2 separate regions of the Rattus norvegicus genome follow, and region 2 is linked to region 1. Evidence: chromatin contacts called from public Hi-C data. All regions are on one chromosome and are shown on one strand. Each heading gives the region's core, a stretch centred on a gene start, on an enhancer-like site or on the middle of the called end of the contact. The rest is flanking DNA. Distances are from core to core; before and after follow the strand shown. Region 1 holds the start of Ccn2 (cellular communication network factor 2). Region 2 overlaps LOC102553457 (a long non-coding RNA gene).

The links. Hi-C and Micro-C count contacts between places; a contact is called where the count stands out from the background.
Region 2: a Hi-C map of Schwann cells shows a contact between it and region 1, with 2.0 times the contacts expected there. The contact joins the enhancer-like site here to the promoter of Ccn2 in region 1. A contact is called at or near these places in 3 of 12 Hi-C or Micro-C datasets (the A7r5 cell line, Schwann cells and psoas muscle).

Annotation. Positions count from the first base shown.
Region 1 is chr1:22,622,703-22,627,282 of GRCr8, reverse strand. Ccn2 (cellular communication network factor 2) reads left to right here and starts at 2,669. Exons shown (of 5, transcript NM_022266.2): 1 at 2,669-2,952; 2 at 3,040-3,262; 3 at 3,448-3,699; 4 at 3,830-4,041; 5 at 4,421-4,580. The coding sequence starts at 2,893.
Region 2 is chr1:22,703,230-22,707,809 of GRCr8, reverse strand. All of the region lies in intron 2 of LOC102553457 (a long non-coding RNA gene), which reads right to left. It overlaps LOC134484969 (a long non-coding RNA gene), which reads left to right. Exons shown (of 2, transcript XR_010062812.1): 2 at 1-26. Among named protein-coding and RNA genes, the nearest start is that of Ccn2, 81 kb to the right of the region's middle. Within about 2 kb of position 2,134, at least 3 of the 93 cell types and tissues checked have an H3K27ac peak or open chromatin away from gene starts, as enhancers often do. A contact at or near this core is called in Schwann cells, where this site is marked.

The sequences.
Region 1 (4,580 bases), core at 1,420-3,919:
TAGTTCCCCTTAGTTAATATCAAAGCCATGCATTTGGAACTAATTGTGGGGTTACTGAGAAACTCGAGGTGTGAATTTTGTAGTCAAACCTAATATTATAATGCTGACATGTTTTTAACAGCAGTGTAGGATGATAATATATTTTAAATGGAAGGTGAGAAGGGGGAAAGCAAAGGAAGAAAGGCAGAGGCGATGGAAGGAGAAAGAGAGGTGAAAATTAAAGTCAAAACGTAAAGCATCTGCTTCCTGAGACGTTTAAGACAGTTAATCCTCACCGAGATCAACAAAATGGCAACTTCTTATCTTTGTTTTATAAATCGGAGCTTGGAGTCCAGCTCCTCTTGGTAACTTCCCTCAACTTTGTGAATGGCCGTTCTAAAAACACTGCCCAAGTTATTCAATTATTAAAAAAGCCCAGCCACTTACCCCTGTGACTGAGCCTGCACCCTGCATGCAGAAAGCCATTGGTGGCTCTCAGGTGTTCTTGTGGTTTCAAAGACTGCTCCAACTCTCCTGACTCCCCTCATTGCATCTCGAGCTAGAGAGCTCACCTCAGAGCCCACATCCCACCTCAGATGAGGCTCACCCTAACCCATCCCTTCCCTTCCTCACCCATCCCACCTTTCTGACCATTGCTGGTAGATATAATTGGGAGTTTAGGACTTGAAAGATTTCCCTGTGGCTTCCCACATAGTTTGGACTTTAAAAAAAAAAAATCATCAAAGAGGACAGCAAAAGCGTGAGGCCAAGTTGCCTATAATACACATGTAGCTATTCACATAACTTGGAATGTTCTTTCTTTAAATAGGAACTCTCAGACCTCTTCTCTTTGAGGAAATGTTTGGAAAGAACATTGAATAACAATGTTGGAAATCCTTCCTGCACTCCAGAGACTGCTCACACTTCCAGCCACTCGCACCGTTCACTGTTGACATGTGACTGCACTGTACAGCCTGTGGCTGGCTTAACAAGGTAATTGTGTGCAGATGATGCGGTCAGCTACTTGAAGTGGTTAGCTCCCTTCCCCCACCGCCCCTCCGTTAATTGTCCATGGATGGACTGAAAAAGTTGTAAAACTGGCCAATTTAAATGGACCCTTTTCATGTTATAAGTCTGCAGTATGCTGTTCCCCCAAACTAGTCTTCGCAGATATACTCACCTTTAACTTATACTCAGAAGCACCAACTATGAGAGGAAGCCACTCTTGGGTGTAACCAGAAGTAAATGATGTAGTATTAGGGGAAGCATGGGATGGCCTAGAATCTCTCTACCTACAATGGGAATTGGACACACACACACACACACACACACACACACACACACACACACACGGGGGGGGGGAGGGAGAGAGAGAGAGAGAGAGAGAGAGAGAGAGAGAGAGAGAGAGAGAATAAATAGTACAGGTTCTAAATGAATGCATAGTACATGAAACGAGTCCTTACAGAAACTAAGTAGCAATGTTAAGAAAGAGAGACAAGATTAGGTACACTGTTTACATTTAACATCAAAGGCACCGACTAAGCCTGTTCTTTCCTTGACTTAACCACCCTCCACTAGCCTGCAAGCCATTTGAGTAGCAAGAGGGCTTCATCACTTGTAGACACTTGGAGAAGTCAGTAAAAATGCTTAGCTTATAGCTGGGTTACAGCTAGACACAACCGTTTACCGCTTTGCTGTCATGTAAACAAGTGCTTTACTTCAAAACAGAACAAACTCCAACAGCATCGTTAGATTATGGGTTTTAGGATAAGTAAAAAAAAAAGCCTGAACCTCTGTACAGCCATGTTTAAAATATCTCAACTGAACCCCCACTGGCCTCCTTCCTTCTGCTTCTTTCTTCTCCCACCCTATGTTCCCTGACACTTACCTACCGAACACAGCTATTTGGTCTGAACCCATAAACTTATTTTCCTAAAAACTCCATGCCCAGTCATTGTCCTTCCCTCTCTGGACCTTGAAGACAAGTCCTTACATAAAGAGGGCTGAAAAATCTCCCTAGGAACATGCATCTTTATAGTCCTGGCTTTCATATCTTTTAGCCACCAAAAAACGGTTATCTCCAGTGACCAAAAATCAAACGCCTGTATTTCAGATACAGAATTTGCACATAGGCATTTTGGGCGGGGAGGGGGTATTTCAAATGACTATAAGCACCTTTCTCCTCTCAGTAGAACATCCAAGAGACTACAGTCCCATGAAGGAAAAAAAATCTAAAACAGTGAAAAAGAAGTATTTTTGAATTTCTAGGGGCCCGTGGTATCTGCCTCTTCAGCTACTTGAGTCTTGAGAAATTTTTATATCAGTAGCCAGAACTGGTAAAGCGATTTTTAAGAAGGGAAGATTCGAGAAATAATCCTTGTTCATGTATTTCTAAGTTATATTTCATCAGGAAGGGTGCGAAGAGGATACAGAGAAAGTTTTACTTCTTGGTGTTGTGCTGGAAACACAACGCCTTTTTTTTTCTTCCTGGCCAGCTAAAGTGTGCCAGCTTTTTCAGACGGAGGAATGTGGAGTGTCAAGGGGTCAGGATCAATCCGGTGTGAGTTGATGAGGCAGGAAGGTGGGGAGGAATGCGAGGAATGTCCCTGTTTGTGTAGGACTCCATTCAGTTCTTTGGCGAGCCGGCCGCCCGGAGCGTATAAAAGCCAGCGCCACCCGCCCAGTCTCACACAGCTCTTCTCTCCAAGAAGACTCAGCCAGACCCACTCCAGCTCCGACCCTAGGAGACCGACCTCCTCCAGACGGCAGCAGCCCCAGCCCAGTGGACAACCCCAGGAGCCACCACCTGGAGCGTCCGGACACCAACCTCCGCCCCGAGACCGAGTCCAGGCTCCGGCCGCGCCCCTCGTCGCCTCTGCACCCCGCTGTGCGTCCTCCTGCCGCGCCCCGACCATGCTCGCCTCCGTCGCGGGTCCCGTTAGCCTCGCCTTGGTGCTCCTCCTCTGCACCCGGGTAAGCTCCAGGACTGACGGACAGGACGGAGGGAGGGCAAAGTGAGCTGCGATCTCAGACTGACCGCCCTCCCCTTCCTCTCCGCAGCCTGCCACCGGCCAGGACTGCAGCGCGCAGTGTCAGTGCGCAGCTGAAGCGGCGCCGCGCTGCCCCGCCGGCGTGAGCCTGGTGCTGGACGGCTGCGGCTGCTGCCGCGTCTGCGCCAAGCAGCTGGGAGAACTGTGCACGGAGCGTGATCCCTGCGACCCACACAAGGGTCTCTTCTGCGACTTCGGCTCCCCCGCCAACCGCAAGATTGGCGTGTGCACTGGTAAGACCCGCAGCCTCTATTCCAGCCCTCTAGGAAAAAAAAAAAAGCCCTTGTCTGCAGCAGCTTCCAACCGGCCCCCTGCAGTCCTGACCCTAGCTCACCACCTTGACATGTACAGTGATACAGCTATTCTGATCCCTGGGACCCCTGTCTGACCTCTACATCTTTGTCTTCCTTTCCTGCAGCCAAAGATGGTGCACCCTGTGTCTTCGGTGGGTCCGTGTACCGCAGCGGCGAGTCCTTCCAAAGCAGTTGCAAATACCAGTGCACTTGCCTGGATGGGGCCGTGGGCTGTGTGCCCCTGTGCAGCATGGACGTGCGCCTGCCCAGCCCTGACTGCCCCTTCCCGAGAAGGGTCAAGCTGCCCGGGAAATGCTGTGAGGAGTGGGTGTGTGATGAGCCCAAGGACCGCACAGTGGTTGGCCCTGCCCTAGCTGGTGAGTCGTCTTCATCTGTGTTACTGTTATTCCTTCTTCCCAACTTCAGGGCCAATGCCCAAGTACACCATGTTAAGGGGAAATTGTCCTATCCGGATGTTTTACCTTGTGTTTGTGTGTTCTCTCACAGCCTACCGACTGGAAGACACATTTGGCCCTGACCCAACTATGATGCGAGCCAACTGCCTGGTCCAGACCACAGAGTGGAGCGCCTGTTCTAAGACCTGTGGGATGGGCATCTCCACCCGGGTTACCAATGACAATACCTTCTGCAGGCTGGAGAAGCAGAGTCGTCTCTGCATGGTCAGGCCCTGTGAAGCTGACCTAGAGGAAAACATTAAGGTAAATAAATACTCTGCCCCCAGACACTCATTTTCACAGAATGACAGGAAAGAGAACCAGAGCTGGCTGTCTCGCCGCCCTTCTTATTATAGGCCTGTTGTCTCCAGAAATATCTAACCATGGAGCTGTCTGGCTAGAATGAGAGATGCTGTAACAGCAGCTGCCAGTTTTCCACTACAAAATTCCCCGGGGTGTTAGTTAATACGAGACACTCCAAACGAAGCCATGGCTATTTTTGGAAAACTGGCGAATGAAACTCCCAGTCTCTCTCCCCTCAGAATATAAACACAAGTCAGATGACATAGGGCTAGTCTACAGAGGGTTGAGGAAGGCCACTCCCGTTGTAGTAATTGCGGTGTCTCTTCTCGTCTTCCCTTAGAAGGGCAAAAAGTGCATCCGGACGCCTAAAATTGCCAAGCCTGTCAAGTTTGAGCTTTCTGGCTGCACCAGTGTGAAGACCTACCGGGCTAAGTTCTGTGGGGTGTGCACGGACGGCCGCTGCTGCACACCGCACAGAACCACCACACTGCCGGTGGAGT
Region 2 (4,580 bases), core at 885-3,384, 81 kb before region 1:
AGAATTTAATATATCCTGTCATTGAATGAATAGTAGTAGTTGACATTAGTCAAGCACTTGCGGTGCCTCTGGCACTAAGCATAGACATTGAGGGAATACAAAGCAAGCAAGTCAGCCATCTTTCATGGGGCTGCTGGTCTAATCCTCATTCTGTGAGTCAGGACTGCCAGGGAAGCTTTAGCATGGATCATGGGTCAGAGGACACACAAAGCACATACAACCAAGACAGGGCTAGCTAGTGTGTTTTCCATGATAGTGAAAGGAGTATGGAGCTCAGAGGTAGAGAGACCCATTTCTGAAGCCGGTCAGTGATGGTTCCTACGCAGCATGGCTTGCTTGAGGCTCAAGGAAAAGAAAGTATCTAGGAAGACTGGATAAGTAAGTGGGTAAGGGCCACAGAGAAGAAACACACCACTCAGGCTGAGCAGCCGGCCTTTATCCCATTAGAGTGCTGTTAGAAGTCTACACAGACTCCAAGTGTGCCCTTAACCATTATGTTATCTTTTGTTTGTTTGACTGCTAAGTTTACTTCCTAAGGAAGAGCAAAGAGAAGGAAGAGGCCACATGTGTTACAAAATAATGAGAGAGTAGAAAGAGAAGAGAAAATTAACCATGAGGTGCATGCACGATGGGACAATTACCACAGTCCACAGGGGACTAGTCTCTTGAAGCTCAGGGAAAAAAAAAGAGAGCTTTCCAGCAATGAACATGGGGGCTTTCTTTGTCTACAGCTGGTCCTCCCTTTGGCATTTTGATCTAAGTCTCTTGCCCCCCAGTGACTTGAATTTACATTTATAGTCCCCATGCTGGTCTCTGGGCTGTACATGGAAAACTCATTCTTTTTCTTTTGCTTCTACTCAGATCACACACAAACACACACACACACACACACACACACACATTTGCACACACAGATATTCACACACACTCAGAGACACACACACAGATACACACACAGATATTCACACATGTACACACACAAACACACATACACAAACACATACAAACATACACACACAGATATTCACATATACACTTACACACAGACACACAAGCACACACAAACACACACACAGATATTCACACATGTACACTCACACACAGACACACATACACAAATACACACATACACAAACACACACACAGATATTCACACATGTACACTCACACACAGACACACATACACAAATACACACACACACACACACACACACACACACACTTTGTAGATCCTTAAGCAAAAATGTGAGTAAGTTCTCAATTACATCATCTCTTAATTCATGGGGAAAGGATCAATGTTGGATCTCCCAGAGCTACTGCTCATCGTTCTGGCTAATTTTTACCTAATTGCTTTGCTCTATTTCAGGAAAGTCAGTCACTTGCAACCCTCCTGAGAGCCTGAATCCTGAACCCTGACTGATACCAAAGACACTTAAAGCCTTGTTCCCGGGAAGAGGGGAAAACTCTGGGGTTGTGCAAGAATAATTTGAGCTTTGTCCACCACACGCCAGTGGAAAAAGGAACTGAGGATTCCAAAACCGACTTTACACATACTGTCAGCTTACTTACCTGATAAGGCAAGAAAGGATCACTTATGTTTCTGGGAACTGATGGTAATTTAAACTTTTTTTTTCAGACTGTTCTGTAATTACCTCTCAGTTTTCATGAATTCTGAAACATGTTTTTTGTTATTTATAACCTATTTTCCCTCACTATTCATAAACCAGTGAAAACACAGCTCTCACAAATGAGTGAAAATCCAGACAGGACCTACTTGTTTAACTCAATATTTTGATTTGATTTAAAAATCAATAATTTATTTTAACTGAATGACAGACATTTCGTTCCCATGTACAAAGAACTCAGAAATTCCACCCTCCCTCCCACATCCCGTTTGCTCACAAAGATAATGGCTGCATTGACAAGAACTGTTTCCAGTTTCTGTCAAGGGTCACTTTAGAAAGAGTTCAAGAAAAAAAAAGCCTCACACTTACTTTTAACTTAGAATATTTGAGAATGAATAATTAGTTGTTGGCCTCAAGGGTCTTTTTGTTGTTCTGCAAATGGAAACCTTGGGAGGACTGGGTCTATGCCAGTGACACAATGGCTGGTCAGATGCAGAAGAGCAAGGACAAGAATCTAAACCTAGTCCAGTCCTCAGGAGCTCCAAGCTAGATGGCTTTGCTCCTGTTTGGTCTTCCTTTCTCAACTGCGTATGATGTCTGTAAAGCTCCTTACACTGAGATCATGTGTGTCGATAATACTGTGCCTGATACACAGGTCTAGGGGATGACGTCCCATTGAGAAGAGTGACATCGTGGTAGAGAGGTCATGACAGGAGCTTTGGAACCACCCTTGACTTTGAGTTCAAGCTCTGACATACAATGTAGTTTGACCTTCCTGAATTGTTTCCATATCGATAACTGTAAATTCAATGTCCCCCATTGTCAATGCTATATACATACAGTAGGCCTGCTAAAAATACAACTCCTTGTCCCATCTCACCATTCATCTAATATTAACTAATATTTGCCTCTTGTTGGATTAATTAAATCCAGGGGTATTGTCTTCATAGATGAGGAACGCTTTGCAGGACCCTGTAAGCACATGGGAGCACAGAATTACCCACACATGCTCTCGTGAGTCACTCACTCTGACTCTAGGCAGAGACAGCAAGCAGAGTCAGTAAGCACTGTCATTCCAAACACAGCTTTGTCTGGAGCAGCAGCTCTCAAGCTTCCCAAATCTGTGACCCTTTCATATAGCTCCTTGTGTTGTAGGGACATCCAACCATAAAGTTGTTTATGTTGCTACTTCATACATGTATTTTTGCTACTGTTATGAATCTAATGTAAATATTCAATATGCAGGATACATGGCTCCTGTGGAAGGGCCATTACACACACATAACACAACAACAACAACAACAACGGGGTCACAACCCACAGATCACTGGTCTAGATCTTCCCAACACCATGTTTTATGCTTAAATCACAAGTGAAGAAGCAACAAAGTTATGTTCAGTCTTTCAGTTTTCCAGTGAGCATATGATTAGCAGAATAGGCCAATGATAATCAGAAGCCCTGACCCAGTGTGGGGACCCAAACACACTGACATCCTCCTGAGGCCAATGTCTGTCAAAGACACTCAGTAGGAAGTTGATAATGATGAGATCAAGGAAAAGAAGTACCTCAGTGTAGCCCAATGTACAAGATTCTCCATAGAAAAAAAGAAAATGCTTTTCTATCCTTTGATAGGTTTCAGGATAATCCAAGGAAAGATATAAACTAAAATAAAAGTAAAAAATGTAAATAATTCAACATCATTCACCCTTAAACACAGTTCATTAATCTACTATGGGGGAATTGCAGTAGGGCTTAAGGTCCCAATAGTTGCGAATATGTGAACCTTCTTGGGTTGTCAACTAAATGTCTTTATTTACTTATGGTTTTCATCCACTTCTAACTCTTAGGAAGAACTCCTACACACACACACACACACACACACACACACACACACACACACCATACCTAGTGGGATTTCTACAATAGAACACTATAACAGGTAGATGGGCCCTGTTTTATGAGACTGTACCACCAAGTTGATGATGCCAGGTCCTTGCTCTTCCAGATGATGCTAGTGAAGACCTGAAATGGAAATCTGGAGATCATGGGTGAAACATTTACAAGTGAAAACACTACAAGGTAAAAGTTACATGTGCCTCAATGAGGAAATTATTCCCCTTGGTTCCTAGTTTCCATTTGTAACATTTTAAAAGCCTCTGGCTCTCTAAGGTTTTACTCTAGATGCTAAAAAGTTAACTAAAAAGTTAAGTCTCATAGAAAACTGCTTTACTTTTTAATTCCTCTGCTTTCACAGTTGAAACAGAGAATTTATATCAGGAGGTGTATCAAAGGAATTTAAAAGATGCTGACTGTCTAGAGGCTGGCCTTCAACTCTGCAGCACGGTGCGAATCCTAAGTGAATTAATACATATTAGGTCTCCTTAAAAGAGAGTTAAAATATACTTAGCAGCTCAGAGGTGGTTAAACAAAGCACCATTTTTACCAACAGAAATTTGGTCCAGGTCACAAGTCATTATTCCAAAGAACAAGCCCCAAAAGTTAAGTCTCCCCGAGATGTGACAAGAGTCATCCAAGAGCAAAGTTGGGATGTTGGAAAGGAGAGAGCATAGATCTGTGATTTCCTATGCTGAAACAATTGAAAAGAAAGACAATTTGTCTGACTATCATATTCCCTCTTAAAAATAACTATAAATGAACCATTAAATAACAAATGAATGGGGCTGGGCACTTAGCTCAGTGGTAGAGCGCTTGCCTAGGAAGCACAAGGCCCTGGGTTCGGTCCCCAGCTCCGGAAAAAAGAACCAAAAAAAAAAAAAAAACTATAAATGAACCATTAAATAACAAATGAATGCCTCCAAGTACTAGAGTTGCTTTAGAAATTCTATCTTCATGAACTCTACACAGGAGGGAGGATCTTATATGTTGGTCTTCTTAAAGGCTGACACAGCTGTCTGCTTCACTAGGAAACACGCAACCTGTTTGCAAAGTACTTAA